3 separate regions of the Mus musculus genome follow, and regions 1 and 3 are each linked to region 2. Evidence: chromatin contacts called from public Hi-C data. All regions are on one chromosome and are shown on one strand. The core of a region is the stretch at or near the end of the contact, and the rest is flanking DNA. Distances in the headings are between cores, read along the strand shown.

Region 1 (2,700 bases), core at 124-2,623, 3.6 Mb before region 2:
CAGCTGAATAGGTGGTGATGGAAGGGGAAGTGGGCACAGTGGGGAACACAGACTGATACCTCCCTTTCAGCTTGTGAATGAGTGGCTTAGGGGAGGTGGTACAGTTGTCTCCGCTTGGAGATGAGCAACAAGGAGGTGATCCTAGCGAGGAGTGGGATGAGGATGTTTGCAGTTAGGGCAGGAGTTGTGGGTTCTGTGGGTACCTGTGAGTGGGTTTTTAGATTCAGGCTGGCATTGGAGGAAATGAAGATTTACACTGTAAGCAGCGCTGAGCATGGTTGGGCATGCATTTGGAACTACAGAGACAACAGTGGTTCTGGTTCTGGAGAGAATGTTTTGGTAGAGATGAATTTCCAGACTGTGTAAGAGTGCTTTAGGGGAGTCCTAGAAGTTGCCCGTGCAGAGGGTTTGTATATGCAAAGGAAGGAAGCTTTCGTACTTTGTATACAAAGGCTACACATATAGATCATCAGGGTATGTTGCTTAAGCTTTGGTTTCTTATTTGTTTGGGAAGAGGACATTTGGGAGGATGGGTGTGAGTGGTCCAAGTGGTGGCTTCTCCATGGATTATAGATGGTCAAGTGAGATCCTGCTGCAGGCTGCATTTTCCTGGCATTTGCACAGGCCTGGCTTGACAAGTATAAAAAGTTGGCTTGTCAGCTCTACAAATATGTCAGTCGCAGAGATGAAAGTGTCCCAGCTAAACTTCCAGAGACCAGCAAGCAGCTGCCACCTTTATTTTCCCTCAGGAGATGCCTGTTTGGTGAATAGCCAGGGACTGAATCTTCTCGACGATTTCCCATATCCCATATCTAAGTCAAAGTTAGAAGTTTAGCCCGGCATGACAGCAGGGTTAGTCAGTTACATCCAGAGGAAATGGATCTGGATTGGCCACGGAGTAACCTGCTGTTGGGCATGTCAGGCTGTTGAATCTGGTCTGGGCCCCACTTGCATACTCTCTCCCAGTGTGTTCCTGGCTTCCCACCACCTTTTCATGCAGGCCTTTTTCTCTTCTGCATCTGAAGGTGATCTTGTTGGGGAGCCCTACAGGTTGACTATAAGCGACAGTTATATTATCTTCAAGTTAAATAGAGTTTTTAAAAGTTTGAATTACTTGCTGGCATTTAAAACATTGAATTTCACAGAAGAGTGAATAATTACTTTTCTTGAAAGCCTAGCAATGTTGGCAACCTGTGGTGCCTTCTTATTGGCTCAAGACTGCTGCTCTGTAATGGGCTGAGCCTTTAGTAGCCTTTAGTTGTCCTGGTTCTGACCCCCATCTTTCCATTTTAAATGTACATTTGGTGACTCTTAGCTCTCCATTTTCCCATTGATTATATCAGAGCTGAACCCCTAGAGGGCAGTATTGCACCTCCCTCCAGGTTCCTAGGCTCTGCAGATCCTACTGGTGAGCTCTGATGCACTGCACTGCTAGGCGTTTTTTGCTGCCCATGTCTGCCTCCTGGCCTTCGGCACGGAAGCTAGGTGCTTTACAAGGGCAACTCTCCCAGACCTCCAGACCTGTGTTTCTACAAAACTGGGTTGCTTTCTAGGCTTAGCCACAGAAGAGTTTTTTTTGGAGTAGAGTCCTCGGAAAGAATGTTATGTGTTGAAGATTTAAACAGTACATTCAGGGCTGATTTGGGGAGATGGCTTAGTGAGTAAAACGCTTGCTGTGTATGCATGAGGACCTGAGTCCCAGCACCCAGGTACAAGCTCAGTGTGATGACGTACATCCCTGCATTTCAAGGCGGAGACAAGTGAGTTCCTGGAGCTTGTGAGTCAGGCAGGTAGCCCAGCAAAACCAAATAAAGTACAGATACCATTGGGGAAAATGTCTGGACCCTGAGCTCTGACCTCTGTACACATCTGCATAGGTACACGAAACGTGCACATACATATAATCAGCATTGCAGTTGTCATTTGTTGAGTTCAGCTGTAGGTCAGAAGTACACTTTTGTTTTAAGTTGTCCAAACACAGGCTCAGAGAGATTGAATAACTTAGCTTGGTCACAGAGCAGTTGATCCAAGGACATCAAATTTGGTTCCGAAGAGGGAAAAGTTCACATTTTCTACAAGACATTATGGTTGTATGTGGCAAAGCTTCTCTGAGACTCAGAGATAGAAGATGCAATTTAAGGAGCTCTGGTGCTTGTCAGGGAGAATAGGAATGGGTTTGGACAGAAGGTAGCGATAGCATATGCAAAGGCATGGAGGGGCACAGGAGAGCTTTGGAGCGAGCTCTCTGTGAGCTGCTGTGGGCTGATAGGGCCCAAGACGAAACTGGAGCTGTTATGACTTAAGAGCTGGAAGCCTGGATGCCTTATCCCGAAGTGCAACCATTAGCTTGAGATGTGGTATGTTTTTAAGCATTGTTTGTGAGCTATGGAGAGAGTCCTGCTTTTTAAATCTATACCCACCAAACCAGCTTTTGGTTGGTTGTTTGCTTAGGCTTTAGGGACAGATTTCTTTTGGAGAGGGGATTTCTTACTTAAACTTAGCAATCTGCTGCTGGCGTGGAGATGCTGAAGGTCTTTGACCAGAGATGGTGCAGCTTGAGCTAAATCCCTGGGCAAGGCTAGAGACAAGAGGACTCATTAATGTCACATCAATTCTGTTCCTTGCTCTCTGACCTGCAGAATGCAATTTTGTTTATGTGTATTCATTGGACACATCTACTTTGAAGATGTCTGGCCCTCT
Region 2 (2,850 bases), core at 259-2,758:
GAATGTCTAAGCCAGTGGAACATTTGAACAGTCCTTTCTGTCATCATGTAAGATTAAGAACACAAAGTAATTTCATCCAAATACTAAAGATATAAAGGAATGGGGAATTTGACTGGGAGTGTTTAGAAATAATGATTTCTGGAAATCAATTGTGACTTAAAATTTGAGTTCTGTCTTTGTAAAATAAAATGGAAAACGGGCACAATTTATGCTTACGTGAATGCGCATAGAAACAAAAAAAAATGCACACACACACACACACACACACACACACACACACACATACACACACACACACACACACCATCTCTTCTTCAGCACCACCATCTTCTGGTCATGGACCTTATGTTTTCCTCTCCAGATATGGAACGTAGATTCTTGCTTAGAAATTTCCTGATGAAGGATGGCTATCTAATCAGCATCACTCCCCTCTAGGACTGCTTCCCATAGTATTTTTAACACCTCATGCACATACCACAGGCACACTCAAAGCAAGGATTCTCCTGCACTCGTTCTTTCTCTTCTTGGAAGACTTATCATTTCTCAGCCTAACCTCTTTCTGTTCCACATAGTTTGTGTTTTGGAGCAATAGAACTATGATAGAAACTGAGGTGATCTCTTGCAAGAGGATGGGAACTGGACAGTGAGACACATACATGTATACAGCATCACAGGAGCTGACCCAATGTGCATAATACTCATGTACACATGATCAAATATGTGTATGTGTATAATCATGCTCATACATACAGAACACACAGAAGCATGAGTCAGAATCACACATGAGCATAATCCAAACACACATGCACACAGTAATTCTATATGTGCTTAATCTATACAGACATCCAGGCCCGCTTAATGACATATGATCATAGGCAAGATGCAACTATGCACACCCAGTCTCACATGCACATACTCAATGCACACATTACTGCACATAAAATAACACGTTTAGCATAACTACACACATAATGCATACATATACAATCTCTCGTTTGCCCAGACACAAAGGCTCCTCAAAAATTTTACAGTTGAGCAGAACACTGAGGAGGTGGCATGTATGGCTGGGCATTGGACTGGTGTCCCTTCCCACTCTTCACCTTTTCTTACAGGTGCACACAACAGCACCCAAACATTTATCCCTCCAACTAACACATTGGATAACAAGCTTCAAGCAACTGTTTCTTAAGCATAGACATAATCCAGACAGAAAGAAAACAGGGACACAGGAGGACAGAAACATAAACATCCTCTTACATGTTTAAAGTAAGTATAATTTAGAATGTTCATTGCTTCATCAGCTACACCTTGAGAAGAATTTTGAGTCAAGCAGAGCTACAGAATGACAGCACCTGTGTTTGATCTAAGGTTATCTGCTTGTGGCCCCTCAAGTAACTATGGCCTGTGGTCTGGAGAATCTTTACTTTCTGGTTCGCCTAAAGCATGCTTCATAAATACATTCTTCTCAACCCTTTTTGTGGCCCTGCATCTCCATCATGTGGGAAGAACTGGCACTGCACCCCACTTAAGCGTTCAGGAAAACTGAAGCTTAAACTGACAAGAGAGAACAGGACTTGACAGATCACGGATGGCATCTTCCCTGTTCCTAGTGATGGCACGGAGGACAAATATATTTAGGGGCTTTTATCACATATTTAATCCTTATAGCACCCTTTTGTAGAATGCTTCTATCTTCTATTTTAAGAAAGATACTGATGAAGAATCATGTCCTTTACCCAGATGCAGTTAACCTTTCTGACTTCCAAATCCCTTTCATTTTATTTATTTCACTTGTAGCACCTACTGAAATTATAAAATATGTGGAAATAATGCTCCTAGACTAACATATGGTACTTCTAAGTAGCAGTGAGTTTTTAAAATGTATTTTGAAGACAGCAAAAGCACAAAAAAATATTCACTATTTCCTTACCAAGTCTGATTTTCCTGCCTGAGTAACCTCTTCCCGGGTCTCCCATGTTTCATATCTATATCAGAACTATAGCTTTACCAATCCGAACTATGTGTCCTGGAGTAAAACACAGTCACTTTTGGGTTTTACCTAGTTGAATAAAGAGAATATTGTATTGCATCTAAGGTCTGATTAGCCCCCAACATGTGCTGAAAAACAGCGTCTCTCTAAGAATCCTCCAACCCTACATCACCAGATTCATTCTGCTTATAGACTGAGTAGCTACTGAGTTCTTAGCCTCTCTGACACACAAACAGCCATTGTTAAGACCATATAGCCCAGACAGTATAACCTACTCAAAGAGATCATTTCTGTAATATACACTCATTCCATCTTTTCAATTCTTCAGAGAATTCTAGTTAGTATTATTATGACTTGTTATGCTAGTGACTCTGGAGGTCCTGAGTAGTAAGATAGATCAGCGTTGCAATCATTCCCATTTACACTAAGATGCGTAACGTGAATATGCACTCAGTAAGTATGCAAGTCCATCATGATACGAAGTGTAAACAAAGCATGTTTTATTAAGAAAGTAGTATGGTCAGAGAATACATGTGCATTGAAAATACCCAGGAGTCAAATTATGAATCACATTTTGGTTTCTCTCAGGTAAACATGCTATAATTTGTTTAAACATGTAAATCAGGGGCTGGTGACGTTACCTAGGCTGTGGGTCACCTTTTAAGACAGAATTCCCAATGGAGGATGTTACATTAGCCAAGAGAAGACATATTTAAATAAACAAAATGGTAGCATTTGGAAGGGACAAAAGACAATATAGTGAAAACATTTCAAATCAGGCATGAACAGTAAGCAAGGCATAATGGATTGTCAGCAGTAGACCCCCTAGCCTGGCTTCAGAAGTCTCTCACAAACTATAA
Region 3 (2,873 bases), core at 28-2,527, 3.5 Mb before region 2:
AAATTACACTTGAGAGTTATACGTTTTTGGGTGTCAATTTAAGAACTCCTGGCTGTTATAGCCTTACTGTCTCTTCTCTATTCCCTTAAGAAAAGTTTGCTTTTCAAATGGTTGTTCTTTCCTTGTAGAAAATGTGGATTTCTTCTGCTATGCCCTTGGCCATTTCATGTTGATTTAGGATTTATCCTCTGCCCATTTTTACAAAGAGCTCAGGGCTATGGTAGTGTTTCTGTTCCTGCTAAGCATGTGTGATCCCGAGAATTAATGCTTAGGTGATCAGGGAACTGAAGAAGAGGGTGTGAAGTTCTCTGGCTATATGTGACTTGCCACAGGCGTGATTTCTAACTTTGTTGTTGACCTGGTTGGGATATGCGGCTGCATTTTGTGAGTATTAAAATAGATGTCTTTGTTGCAGGGTTGTGACACAGCTGCTGAAATGGGCCCCATCCATCTACCGGGTCACCAAATTGCCCTGATTAGCAGGAAATGATGCATTAAGCCTTCTCTTTACTGGTCTGCTGTCTCTTCAGATTGCGGTCTGCACTGGACATGTGTTTTCTTGAAGTCATTCTGAAACCCATGGCAGAAAGTGCCCCTCCCCTTGTTGGGTTCATGATGTCAGTCATGCTACTTTAGATCTCTGGCCTTTGTCAAGTCACCAGATCTCTCTAAAATGTGCCTTCCTAGTCTTTGAGGCAGATTCTAATCTGTCCTTCTCAGAGGATTAGAGATAATAAAGACATGCTTGTAAGTTTGCTCTGGGTTGAATGCTCCGGAATATAGCGTAGAATAGTTTGAGTTCAGCAGCTATGAAGAGTGACTTGGATTGGGAACAAACTGAAGGTTCTCATAGGTACCATGTGGACGGCTGTGGGAAACCTGAGGGACTGCCATTGACTTGAGGACAAAAGACTTGGACTTAGTGTAGACACCGCCATTCCTAAATGGGTGTGAGATGTCTCTGTCTAAATCTTAGAATGCTCAAGAGACAGTTGTGCTGGTTTAATAAGGGCTCAGGGCCTTGCTCACAGAGGAGCAGTGTCTGCCTGTGGACTGCTGTTATGTTTCTAGCACATTCTGATAGTGGTGAGTGGGTGATCTGTGCACTGTGGAGGATGCACTGCAGAGCCACACATGAAGGTGTGTGCCAGGCGCAGTGCCAAGTGTCTGTGCTGAGAGACCTCCTGTTGAGCTGTTCCGTGATTGGAGATGCTGTTGGGGAGGGTGCCTCACTGCCCACCATCCCCAGGCAGCCTAGCTCTCTTCTGTGCCAAGGAAATCTACTGGCTGTCAGCTCTGCTGAGGGAGCCAAATGACTTCATTCTAATGGGGCATGAGCCAGCGCAGGGGAATAGGTGATTGATGAAATGGGACGCAAATGGCTCCGAAGAGTTCATTTATTTAACATGGGTGAGCAATTTGCTTCTAGGAAGACGTTGACTCACTCTGACTTCCATTATGCAAAATATCCACAGGAATCTCTGCTCTTAAGATTCATATCAGTCCCTGTGTTCCCCTCTTACCTATTTAATCATCAGTTCAGCGAGTGTTTATGGCAGGATTTGATTTGTGCCAGACACCAGGCCTGGTTTAGGATAACTGCTATATGCATTGCTCAGACTGAACAGGTGGTTGGCACGAAAGCTCTGGGTGAAAGTGAATGGGTGCTTCAGGACCAGAGGAGGGCATCTTTCTTGGCTAGAGAAGACTCCTTTTGAGATTGAGCTAGAGAAGAGCCTATGAAGTGCACTGGAGTGTCACTGGAGAGTGATAAGCAGTGTCTCTCCATCTCTGGGGTCTCTGAGGGACTTTGAGACATGGGGAGGATTGTCTGAGATCCCAGAGATGGAAGGCAGAGAAAAAGAATGAAGACAGAAGCTAAGGAGTGTGGTGGGCTGCCAGGAAAAAGAGGAGGGGAGAGCTGGCTTGCAAATTGGGGCCTTGACATGCCAGTCCTTGTGGCTTAGAGCCTGTACTACTGAAATTCTCTACACTAGAATTCCATTTTTTGCTCTATTTTTTAACCCTTGGTTAACTTTAACATCACATACAAGTCCATATCCTAACTGCTGATTATCAGTGAAGTGGACTGGCTCACTTACAACTGAGCAGGTGGATATAGAACTCCGTATATTACAACTGAGCAGGTGGATATAGAACTCCGTATATTATAACTGAGCAGGGGGATATAGAACTCCATATATTATAACTGAGCAGGTGGATATAGAACTCCATATATTACAACTGTCCAGGGTTTTTATCAAGTGTGCAGCACAGCTCCAGAGCATGGTACATAGGGCGACACCCAGTGTCCACCCCATGCCAGGCACCACGCATTGATTAATTCACTTACGTCTTTTAACCTCCTGAGACAGGTATGGATGTGCTGAGGAGCCCATGTCCTACCTCATGATTCTGACGTTGATCACCTTCCCTGTGTCTTCATTTCTAGAATTGGAGGAAGGGTGTCATCTCTACACACAGTTGTATTTAGAGTCAATGGGAGACTACTTATAGAGTATTTATCATAACCAGCCTATGAAGTCGGCATAGCTAGTAATGGGAAAGGCAGAAATGGTGTACTGTGAGACAAGATACCCTGACTACATCAAAGACTTGGTGGCTTTCCTTGTCTTGATGTCCTTTCCAGTGCTTGTGTGCAGGCAAGCTCTGAGAGAACCCCATGGGGCCCTGTTGAATGCAGAAGCATTTAGGAATACTGGGGCCAGTGGCCTGCAGTGAGATTTCCAGTTGGATATCTACCTGGTGATTAGCATCCTTGCTGGACTTGGAAGAGCAGCACTGTTCTCTTTGGTCCTAGGGTGCTTAGCCTTTTGCCCACTGTGTTTCTTTGGCAGCCCAGTGTAAGCCAA

Evidence for each region. A called contact is a pair of places that touch in the nucleus more often than the background predicts.
Region 1: a contact with region 2 is called in a Hi-C map of cerebellum, with 4 times the contacts expected there. The contact joins two enhancer-like sites. A contact is called at or near these places in 4 of 484 Hi-C or Micro-C datasets (cerebellar granule neurons, cerebellum, cortical neurons and 1 more).
Region 3: a contact with region 2 is called in a Hi-C map of cerebellum, with 2.2 times the contacts expected there. The contact joins two enhancer-like sites. A contact is called at or near these places in 2 of 484 Hi-C or Micro-C datasets (cerebellum and palatal mesenchyme).

What each region holds. Positions count from the first base shown.
Region 1 is chr4:70,354,949-70,357,648 of GRCm38.p6, reverse strand. All of the region lies in intron 7 of Cdk5rap2 (CDK5 regulatory subunit associated protein 2), which reads left to right. Among named protein-coding and RNA genes, the nearest start is that of Cdk5rap2, 54 kb to the left of the region's middle. Within about 2 kb of position 1,373, at least 28 of the 459 cell types and tissues checked have an H3K27ac peak or open chromatin away from gene starts, as enhancers often do. A contact at or near this core is called in cerebellum, where this site is marked.
Region 2 is chr4:66,767,574-66,770,423 of GRCm38.p6, reverse strand. No RefSeq gene overlaps it. Among named protein-coding and RNA genes, the nearest start is that of Tlr4, 59 kb to the left of the region's middle. Within about 2 kb of position 1,508, at least 26 of the 459 cell types and tissues checked have an H3K27ac peak or open chromatin away from gene starts, as enhancers often do. A contact at or near this core is called in cerebellum, where this site is marked.
Region 3 is chr4:70,310,090-70,312,962 of GRCm38.p6, reverse strand. All of the region lies in intron 14 of Cdk5rap2 (CDK5 regulatory subunit associated protein 2), which reads left to right. Among named protein-coding and RNA genes, the nearest start is that of Cdk5rap2, 99 kb to the left of the region's middle. Within about 2 kb of position 1,277, at least 59 of the 459 cell types and tissues checked have an H3K27ac peak or open chromatin away from gene starts, as enhancers often do. A contact at or near this core is called in cerebellum, where this site is marked.